3 separate regions of the Sus scrofa genome follow, and all the other regions are linked to region 1. The links are chromatin contacts, called in public Hi-C maps. All regions are on one chromosome and are shown on one strand. The core of a region is the stretch at or near the end of the contact, and the rest is flanking DNA. Distances in the headings are between cores, read along the strand shown. Region 1 overlaps ENPP1 (ectonucleotide pyrophosphatase/phosphodiesterase family member 1). Region 2 holds the start of MED23 (mediator of RNA polymerase II transcription subunit 23). Region 3 overlaps ENPP3 (ectonucleotide pyrophosphatase/phosphodiesterase family member 3).

Region 1 (3,210 bases), core at 189-2,688:
TGGCATTTCCAGGTTGCTGACTTCCTCTGTTAGCAAGTCTGAGATCTATGAACTAAAAAAAAAAAAAAAAAAAATCCAGGGGAACTCATTAGTTGTTGAACAAATCAATGTTGTTCCTTGGGTCTTGAGGTCCCTAGCCTGTCTGCATTTTCTCCACCTCTCATAGTCTGTCTATATTTGTCTTATGTATAATAACTATGCTTTTTATCTGCACTTAGCAGAAGGATATCTACTTCTTTGTAGAAGTGTCTCATTGATTTTTATATATTCTTCAGAACACATGCAGACACAGTTGCCTCTATGTAGAGCATCTTAGCAGATCTTAAATGGATAGATGCCTTTCCCCTTTTCTAGACACCAGGAGTGCATGAAAACCAAGTTACCATCCTTATAGTCTTAGAGAAAGAGGGGAGGCAGCAGATGTGTAAATGATCCCTAAAAGATGGTAAATGTTATAATGGAGCCATGGGCCAGGTGCCAGGGATCATAAAGGAGGCACTGGGTGCTGCTTGGCAGTAGCAGCAGTGGCTTCTCAGAAGTGGTGACAACTGGACTAGGACTTGAAGGATGCATTGGAGCTCTTCAGGTGAATAGGTGAGGAAAGGGCATTCTAGCCTCCACTGGAGAGATACATTTTGGGCATTTTTCCATTTGTGGTTACTTCTGATATTTTCTGCAAGTGTCACTGGGACCAGCTTGCAATATGCAGTGGTTTCATTTTTGTTAATCCCCTGTTCTTAAAAGAAATGTCAGACTATAAATTCTGTGATGATTTTTTAAAGGAAAAGACATCCACATCTGTTCCTACTTAGCTTTCGTACAGTTGTTTTTATACAGTATTTTTTTTTTCTTCTCATCTTGAAAGAGACCCTTTCTTTCCCTCTTTCATCAACTTAAAACATGTGACTAGTCTCTGCTTTCCCAATTTGAATGGTAAATCCATATGATCAAATACAGAAATGTCTTTATCCTACTTTTTCAACAAAGGCTATTCTTTCCTTTTCAAATGAACAGCAAAGCCTTTATTTATTTATCCCTAATTTTGCTGCTGCCATGCCTCCAATCAGAACTTCTTAAATGAGGTAAGTAACTCCTATACAGCATTTTCTAGCCAGGTAGTTTATTCATGGCAAAGCAAAAAAATCAGGTGGAAACTTAAATATTTCCAAGAATCAGAGAAAAGAGGGCAAACCTTAGGGAGAAGAAGGCAAGTATTCAGGTTCCAGCATGGTAAGTAGATATGAAGAGGACAGGTAGGCCAGTTGGCCCGGTTGGTCCTGTTTTGGGAGATAAGACAGACCGGAATGGAGCTGAACTCCTAAATCCTCCAGGAAAGGCTGTAACCCTTGACTCTTTTCTGCCATTAGCCGCAGTAACTGTCCTGCCTGGATCTCTGGGTACGTGTTTATCTACAATTGAAACTGTTGTTTGAACTTTGAAACTGAATGTGATGACAGTTGACGCTGAAGCCTATCACAGGAATTTGGTGTGCGGGTGCTTTCCTAAGTACCAAGTCAAACTTTATCATGGCCTTTCCCCTGGTTTTTGGCCAGTCTAAATATTTGTAAGGTAGGAAAAAAACCTTCTGTAGACTAAGTGTCTCTAAGCTAAGAAATGTGGATTGACAAATAAAAGTTGTATATATAGAAGCTTGCCTGCTTTCCTCTGTGCGTGTGTGTGTGTGTGTGTGTGTGTGTGTGTGTGTGTGTAGGGTGAGGGAGGGGGAAGGGGGGTGTTTCTCTAGGGATTGATACTGAGGGCAGAGGTGGTAGACAATTAACCACAGCTGTGTTGTCAGAAGAAAAACGATCCAAAGTTCACTTCAGGTTCACAGAGTAAATATCCATTTCTGATCTGTGGCTTATATCCTTGTTTTTGATATTTCAATTACATTTAGTGTACTTCGAAGTAAAAACAAGTAACAGGCATATATGTATATCCTTCTAGTATTTAAAATGGTCTGACTGGGTCACTTTGCTGTGCAGCGGAAATTGACAGAACAATGTAAAGCAACTATCATAAAAAAAATAATTTTAAATAATAAAATGGTCTGAAACCAGGAGGAAAGTCTTCAACTTATAACTTCCATAGATTTTTTTCAACATGAAATTTTTTTTTTTTTTTTGTCTTTTGTCTTTTTGTTGTTGTTGTTGTTGTTATTGTTGCTATTTCTTGGGCCGCTCCCACGGCATATGGAGGTTCCCAGGCTAGGGGTTGAATCGGAGCTGTAGCCACCGGCCTACGCCAGAGCCACAGCAACGCGGGATCCGAGCCGCGTCTGTAACTTACACCACAGCTCACGGCAACGCCGGACCGTTAACCCACTGAGCAAGGGCAGGGACCGAACCCGAAACCTCATGGTTCCTAGTCGGATTCGTTAACCACTGCGCCATGACGGGAACTCCTCAACATGAAATTTTTGCAGTTATCCTCTCCATGACATATTAATAGTGACTGAAGAAAAAAAAAAGATATTTCCTAGAAATCATATCCATGCTAGAAACCACAGATGCATAAAATAGGTTTTAGTCTACTAGAAATGAAAGAATCTCTAGAATTGGGATTATACCCACCGGATAGCAAAAGGAAGCAATATTTTTAAAAGTCACTTTCATTCCACCCCAATGTGATCGTTTTAAATTTACCTTCAGGGAGTTCCCGTCGTGGCGCAATGGTTAACGAATCCGACTAGGAACCATGAGGTTGCGGGTTCGGTCCCTGCCCTTGCTCAGTGGGTTGACGATCCGGCGTTGCCGTGAGCTGTGGTGTAGGTTGCAGACGCGGCTCGGATCCCGCGTTGCTGTGGCTCTGGCGTAGGCTGGCGGCTACAGCTCCGATTCGACCCCTAGCCTGGGAACCTGCATATGCCGAGGGAGCGGCCCAAAGAAATAGCAAAAAGACAAAAAAAAAAAAAAAAAGGATAAATTTACCTTCATATTTGCTCCCAAACCCTCAATTCAGGGAACAATTTGAGGATTTTAATAAAAATATCCAGAAGTGCTTTAAATTTTTTTTTAATTTTCTAAAATTAAAGAAATAATTTGGGCATTCCTGTCGTGGCACAGCAGAAACAGATCCAACTAGAAACCATGAGGTTGTGAGTTTGATTTCTGGCCTCACTCAGTGGGTTAAGGATCTCGTGTAGCTGTGAGCTGTGGTGTAGGTTGCAGAAGCAGGTCAGATCCTCTGTTGCTGTGGCTGTGGTGTAGG
Region 2 (3,210 bases), core at 366-2,865, 240 kb before region 1:
CCGGTGTTGCCGTGAGCTGTGATATAGGTCACAGACATGGGGGATCCTGTGTTGCTGTGGGATAGGCCAGCAGCTGTAGCTCCAATTCAAATGCTAGCCTGGGAACTTCCATATGCTGTGGGTGCGACCCTAAAAAGCAAAATAAATAAATAAGTAAATAAATAAAATTTAAATAAAGTATCACACTATTGCCTTTTTCAAGGCTACATTATCTGGGGAATGTTCTTTGTTACTAAGTTTTACTGTTACTTTCTTCAATGTTGTCATACTATCTTTGTATCCCTATTATGGCACCCTTGTATCTCTGCTATGGTATCCTTATTATAGGATCTTCATGTCAAGGCTAAACCAGTTCCTTTGTTGAAATGAGTGAAATTTTTATCCATTACAATCACTAACACAGCTGTTCTGAAGTGCACCAAATAAATCAGAATAGGTTGAAAACGGTTTTATATAATCTACCATGGGAAAGACTTTTAAAAACATCTCACACTGTGCTGTAGTTAACCTGATTTTTCTATACAGATTCTCCACTGGAAGAATAGGAATTGAAACAAACAGGATACTAGAATAAACAAAAGACAAGTTATTTCCTTTTCCAGAAAGACCTTAACAGCAACATCAAAGAAAATGTAAAGAAGTCAAAAATCATCAGCCAGGTGTATTAAAAATGCAGTGCTCACCTGAGAAAGACCACCCCAAAACTGTCGGAAGGCTCCCAAACAGCTAATTAGTTTTGTTTTTTCATCTTCAGGGTTGTCCATAAACATGCTAAAAAAATAAAAATCACGGTGTTTGCCACTAGTTTTAAAAAGGTAATTCAACGTAACCAGAATAATGGATCTTATAAACCTACATACAAGACAGACCTAAATAATATCATACAAAGATACACTCAGGTAAAATGTGCCATGCATACACTCACCCAGGGAAAGCCTCTTCTATAATTTCTGTTTTCTGTAAAAAAAAAAAAAAAAAGTAAATGGTGAACGCGAATTTAAAAAACAAAAGGGGGAGGGGCCTCCCCGAGCAAAACAATATAATGCAACAGAGAGCAAGTCACCTTAATCAGCCACAAGCGGAAGCAAACAATACCTGTCTTGTTGGCCTGTAACAAAGCGTGTTGTGGATTTCGAAGGAGACTTTGAATTTGACAGCAATTTCAGAATTCCTCAGCCGTTGCACACAAAAGTGGCATCACAACAAAGAAGTCTAGGAGAGGTTGCCCGGGCCGTTGTCCCCTCGCCACCCCCTCGCCCAGCCATGGCCCTGGGTCCCTAGCCGTTCCACTCACCACCACCTCCTCAAAAATGCTTTGCAGTTGCGTCTCCATCTGGACCATCGCCCCCTCCTTCCTCGGACGTCAACCGCGCGGCCCGGACCGGCCGGAACTCCGGGAATAGAGGGGCAGAGGGCCAGAGGGCTAAAGATGCCCGCAGGAAACTGCAGCGCGCCAAAGTCGCGTTCCTCTTCAAGGATCCAGCTGAGGCCGAGCCCTCTAAGGCCCAGCAAACAACTGGAGCCTGCCCGGAAGCCAGGTAGCGATGGGTGCGCGCCGATTACGAAACCCGCAGAAACCAGGGATCCAGCCATTAAGGTTCCGCCTGTGGGAAAGAGCGGCCCGCGAGCCAGGCGAGAGTGCCCCCCAGTGGAGCCTGGGGCCTAAGTCATCCCGAGGCGTCGTTGCCTGCAGGCTGCCACTTCTCCGCTGAAGCAGGAATTTCCTCCTCCTCGGTGCTTAAACTTTGGCATACTGGGAAGTATAAAAGTTTGAGACCCAGGGGCTGCAAAATCGGCCGGAAATGCTCCTCCAAGCGGCTGACCTTTTGGATGTCCGTCAGCAGAGTGGAGTCAGGAGTTGGAATTGCACTTTTCTTGACGACAGGAACCAATGTCTTCTCAACTATGGTAACCTCCGTGCCTTGCACAAAACCAGAAAAGCAGCAGGGTTTCAGTGAAGGTTAAAAAAAAATGAATGAACGCAGCGTATTAATTTTTCATTAGAATAATTGAATAATAATATCTATTTTCAATTAATCATCTAAAATAATAAAATTTACCAATTACAGAATATCTATAGCCTCTTTGGCAGGGATAGAGATGGACAAGGGTGGTAAAGAGAAAGACTGATCCACAGGCATGGTCTGAAAGGATGCACTGAGTCGTGTGTGCCCTCCTCCCCGCCCTACTCCACTTTATTCTCTCAAGCATCAAGTTTGACATTTTGGTAGAAACTTACTCTCATTTGTAGAAATGGTAAATGTTTAACTCGTTCCCTCAGTACTAGACTTGTGTTAGGCATTTAAAGAACTGTATTGCAGAATGTATTTTTCAGACTGCCCAAGCTAGAAGGGTAACAGAGTCAGAATGATTAAACTTTAAAAGCTAGGAGTTCCTGTTGTGGCGCAGCAGAAACGAATCCGACTAGTAACCATGAGGTTTCGGTTTGATCCCTGGCCTCGCTCAGTGAGTTAAGGATCTGGCATTGCTGTGAGCTGTGGTGTAGGCCACAGTGGGGGCTGGAATCCTGCGTTGCTATCTATGGCTGTGGTGTAGGCCAGCAGCTGCAGCTCCAATTCAACCACTAGCCTAGGAACCTCCATATGCCTGGGAATTTCCATATGGTGCGGGTGTGGCCCTAAAAAAGCAAAAAAAAAAAAAAAAAGTCTAAAGCCCTCTAGCTTTCTTTTTTGTTCCTTTTGTATGCTAAACAGATTATTTATTGTGTATTATCTTTAATCATATTCATTTCTAAGACAGTTTTCATTTCATCTAGCAGACTTCCATGTTTCGGCTCTGTATTACAAATGTTGCCCATGGCTTGTACAATCAAGTAGGTAAAATGGTCAGGTAAGAATTACTTGTCATAACTAAATAAAATTAATTTTTATATTATACTTGCTGATATTTTATTCATTGAACAAAAGTTGACCATCCATTTCTAGACCTTCTTAATGCCCTTCTCAGTCATTCTATATTGATATATACTTTACATACAGTGAAATGCATAAAAATTTAATTGTGCAGATCCATGAATTTTGACATATGTTCATACTTGTTTAACCACTCCCTCAGGCAAGATATTTCTATCTCCCCCAAAAAGTTCCTAAAGTCCCTTTGCATCCAATTCCCCTCCCAGAGGCAAACATTGTTTTGAAATCATTAATTAGTTTACCTGTTCTAAAAGTTTATATAATTGGAATCACACAG
Region 3 (3,210 bases), core at 260-2,759, 200 kb before region 1:
AGGTGGAGTGGGTAGCTGCTACTCCATACCCAGACTTTCAACCAGTTCCACCATCTTTAGACTCTGCTTATGCCTCCTACTCTCTGCTAATGGTACCTGGTGTTTTTGAGTCTGTGACCTCTCAGGGGTCCTAGGTAAAAATCACTTGTTGTGTGTTGCTCATTGATTATCACTTTGCACTGATGAATCATACACCACAATAAAAATTATCTAATCATCTGTCCTAGTCCGTTCCGCCGTCCAGCTGAGAGACACTAGATAACTTCTAAGCACTGGTTTCCTTATTCCTTCACACTCCAGGAAGCTGCAGGAAAAAATGCTTTGATCCTTCACATAGAGGACTAGAGGGCTGTCGGTGTGACGTGGGATGTAAAAGCCGAGGCGACTGCTGCTGGGATTTTGAAGACACCTGTGTGGAATCAAGTACGCATACCTGAGAACAGGCACAAAGGCTCGCCAGACACCTTGTGCATGAGTTTGCTTGGGCCGCCATGGCAAAGTCCCCCACACTGGGTGGCTTAAACAAGAGAGATTCATTTTCTCACAGTTCTGGAAACACAAGTCCGAGATCTAGGGGTACTGACAGGGTTGGTTCCTCCTGAAGCCATGAGATTGTTCCATGCCTCCCTCCTAGGTTCTGGTGGGTTGCTGGCAGTCTTTGGTGTTTTTTTTTTTTTTTTTTGGCTTGGGGCAGCATGACTCCCAACTCTGCCTTCGTCTTCATATGGCCTTCTCCCTGTCTTCCCAGTCTTCTCTCTGTGTGTGAAGAATAATCGTCATACTGGATTAAGGGTCCACCCTAATGACCTTACTTTAACTTGATTATCTGAAGAGATCCTTTTCTAAATAAGCTGCTCACATTCATAGTAATGGGGGGGTGGTAAGACTTCAACATTTTGGGAGAAGAGACCTGATTTAGCCCATAACACCTTGTACACAGGGTCTCTTATTACCTTTTCCCCCTTGACAGTGCTAACTACAGAATCCACACTTTCTTTCACTGAGGTGGAGGAATACACAGCCTCTAGCAGCTGAAAAGCTGTCTAATTACAGCAGTTTCAAAAGTGTTTTACTGTGGCTTACGTTAATCCTCTTATTTAGTTTCATTTTCAGTGGTTCTCAGATTTCAGGATGCCATAAGACTCCCTTGGAAAGCTGATGATTCTTGGCCCTCCTGATACTGGTGCTCCACAGAACACAACCTGAGAAATACTGTATTCTCAAGGCAGAAGAGACAGTTTAGTGTTCGATATTTAATTTTCTAAGAAATCAGGAAAAGTGATGGTGGGCGGTATCTAGTGGTAGGAAAAGAGTGAAGATTAGAACAGTAGAGCTCCTTACCTTATTTATGCTCTCTGAAAAAGGCAAGAGGAAGGGGGTAACCCTGTACAGATAAACTCGGTATCCCCTTTAATTAATCTCGCCAAATCTTTTTGTGAGTACATAGTGATGAAGAATGAGGAACTGTGCATAACTGAAACGCACAGCTGTCACTTAGCCAATGCATTTGTCTGAGCACTGGGCCGATGTCGATTCTCATCACTGTTTCCTGGCAGGTGGCCCCAGGAAGCAGCCTCGGTCCAGCCTTTTTTTTCTAGCATTGGGATTTATTGAAACTGACCTCATATTAAGTGCCTAGCCTGGGGGAACACCAGAGGCAGGGTGGGGAGCTAATCTACCACTTTTTTCCTCTCCGTTGGGAGGCACCCTGACCTGCCCACATTCTTACAGACCTGACCGTGTTGGGTCTGTTGTCATCGCCTCTTCCTGGAGGAGTCTGTCCCTAGATAGGGTTGGGGGTGGGGGGCTGCTCTTGGGGGGCAACAGTCAGTCAAGGTTAATGGTTCTTTACCATCAGGAGCTCCTGCACTTGGGTGGAAATGGGATAAGTGTTCAGAGGTTCTCAGAGGTGTACCTGTAAGGGAGACCAGAGCTGAAACTCATAAAGCTGCATTTTTGTCTGCCACTCATGTCAAATGAAAAGGGGTGCATTGTCCCCCCCCCTCTTATTTGTATTATGTATTTTCATTTATGAATGCAGGAAAACTAAGATTTGATCATCCGATAATACAAAAAGAAATGCACAGAGTTTATATTTTTGGTATTGGATGCTTAAAATAAGTTATATGTTCATAACCGAATCATGTAATTTTATAGCTCGATTGTGGACATGCAATAAATTTCGTTGTGGGGAGACCAGACTAGAATCCAGCCTTTGCTCCTGTTCAGATGATTGTTTACAGAAGAAAGACTGCTGTGCTGACTATAGGAGTGTTTGCCAAGGTAAGCAGGTGTTGGTCTGTTTGCCTCTGTGAGTTCAGTGACCTTAGAGCTGGCCCAGGCTGCCGATTAAAACAAGTCAAAAAATCTTTGGAGACTCCATATAGATGAAAAGACCAAATGCATTTATTGTGGGAAGACAGTTTTGTGCATGATAGAGAAAAGGAGTTTATAGCATAGATATTGTAGAAAAGAAGAAGAAAAAACTTGAAATTCCATGTTGTCTGTAAAACGAGGTCTTTGTCAGTCCAATGACTATGCTGGACCTACTTGCAGTTTGAGCCACTGGATGGCAGATCCTAAAGTTAAAACATCACAAAAGAAGTTCTCTGGCCCAAATGGCAGTTTGTTAAACCAGTGTGATTATTGAAACTACTGTGTCCTTAGTGGTTTAATTATTGATTTAGGACTCTCAAGGAGGTAATGAAGAGCCAAGATTAGAATCCAATGGAGTTCCTTGGTGGTGCAGTGGGTTAAGGACCCAGCGCTTTCACTACTGTGGTACAGGTTCAATCCCTGGCCTAGGAACTTCCTCGCACTATGGGTATGGCCAAAAAACAAACAAAACTCCCTCCACAGAATCCAAGTTATTCAATTCCTGATTTTACCTGCTTTGCCACTTTATAAGTGATGTAGTTTTATTTATTTATTTATTTGTCTTTCTCTCTTTTTAGGGCTGCATCCATGACATATGGAGGTTCCCAGGCTAGGGGTCCAATCTGAGCTATAGCTGCCAGGCTATGCCAGGGCCTCAGCAATGCCAGATCCGAGCCGCATCTGCGACCTACACCACAGCTAATGGCAAAGCCGGATCCTTAACCCACTGAGCGAGGCCAGGTATTGAACTTGAGTCCTCGTGGATGCCAGTCAGGTTCGTTAACCTCTGCGCCACAACAGGAACTCCATAGATTTTTTTTTTAAAGGGTCACC

Evidence for each region. A called contact is a pair of places that touch in the nucleus more often than the background predicts.
Region 2: a Hi-C map of liver shows a contact between it and region 1, with 4 times the contacts expected there. The contact joins the promoter of MED23 here to the enhancer-like site in region 1. A contact is called at or near these places in 1 of 5 promoter capture datasets (liver), 2 of 47 Hi-C or Micro-C datasets (heart right ventricle and liver) and 1 of 2 datasets of contacts at active chromatin or transcription factors (alveolar macrophages).
Region 3: a Hi-C map of liver shows a contact between it and region 1, with 5 times the contacts expected there. The contact joins two enhancer-like sites. A contact is called at or near these places in 2 of 47 Hi-C or Micro-C datasets (both in liver) and 1 of 2 datasets of contacts at active chromatin or transcription factors (alveolar macrophages).

What each region holds. Positions count from the first base shown.
Region 1 is chr1:31,721,154-31,724,363 of Sscrofa11.1, reverse strand. It overlaps ENPP1 (ectonucleotide pyrophosphatase/phosphodiesterase family member 1), which reads left to right. Exons shown (of 25, transcript XM_021087933.1): 25 at 1-74. Among named protein-coding and RNA genes, the nearest start is that of CTGF, 48 kb to the right of the region's middle. Within about 2 kb of position 1,438, at least 14 of the 83 cell types and tissues checked have an H3K27ac peak or open chromatin away from gene starts, as enhancers often do. A contact at or near this core is called in liver, where this site is marked.
Region 2 is chr1:31,958,339-31,961,548 of Sscrofa11.1, reverse strand. MED23 (mediator of RNA polymerase II transcription subunit 23) reads right to left here and starts at 1,615. Exons shown (of 29, transcript XM_021087972.1): 1 at 1,295-1,615; 2 at 926-957; 3 at 684-771. The coding sequence starts at 1,342.
Region 3 is chr1:31,923,355-31,926,564 of Sscrofa11.1, reverse strand. ENPP3 (ectonucleotide pyrophosphatase/phosphodiesterase family member 3) reads left to right here. Exons shown (of 24, transcript XM_021087960.1): 2 at 301-423; 3 at 2,158-2,283. Among named protein-coding and RNA genes, the nearest start is that of ENPP3, 7.4 kb to the left of the region's middle. Within about 2 kb of position 1,509, at least 29 of the 83 cell types and tissues checked have an H3K27ac peak or open chromatin away from gene starts, as enhancers often do. A contact at or near this core is called in liver, where this site is marked.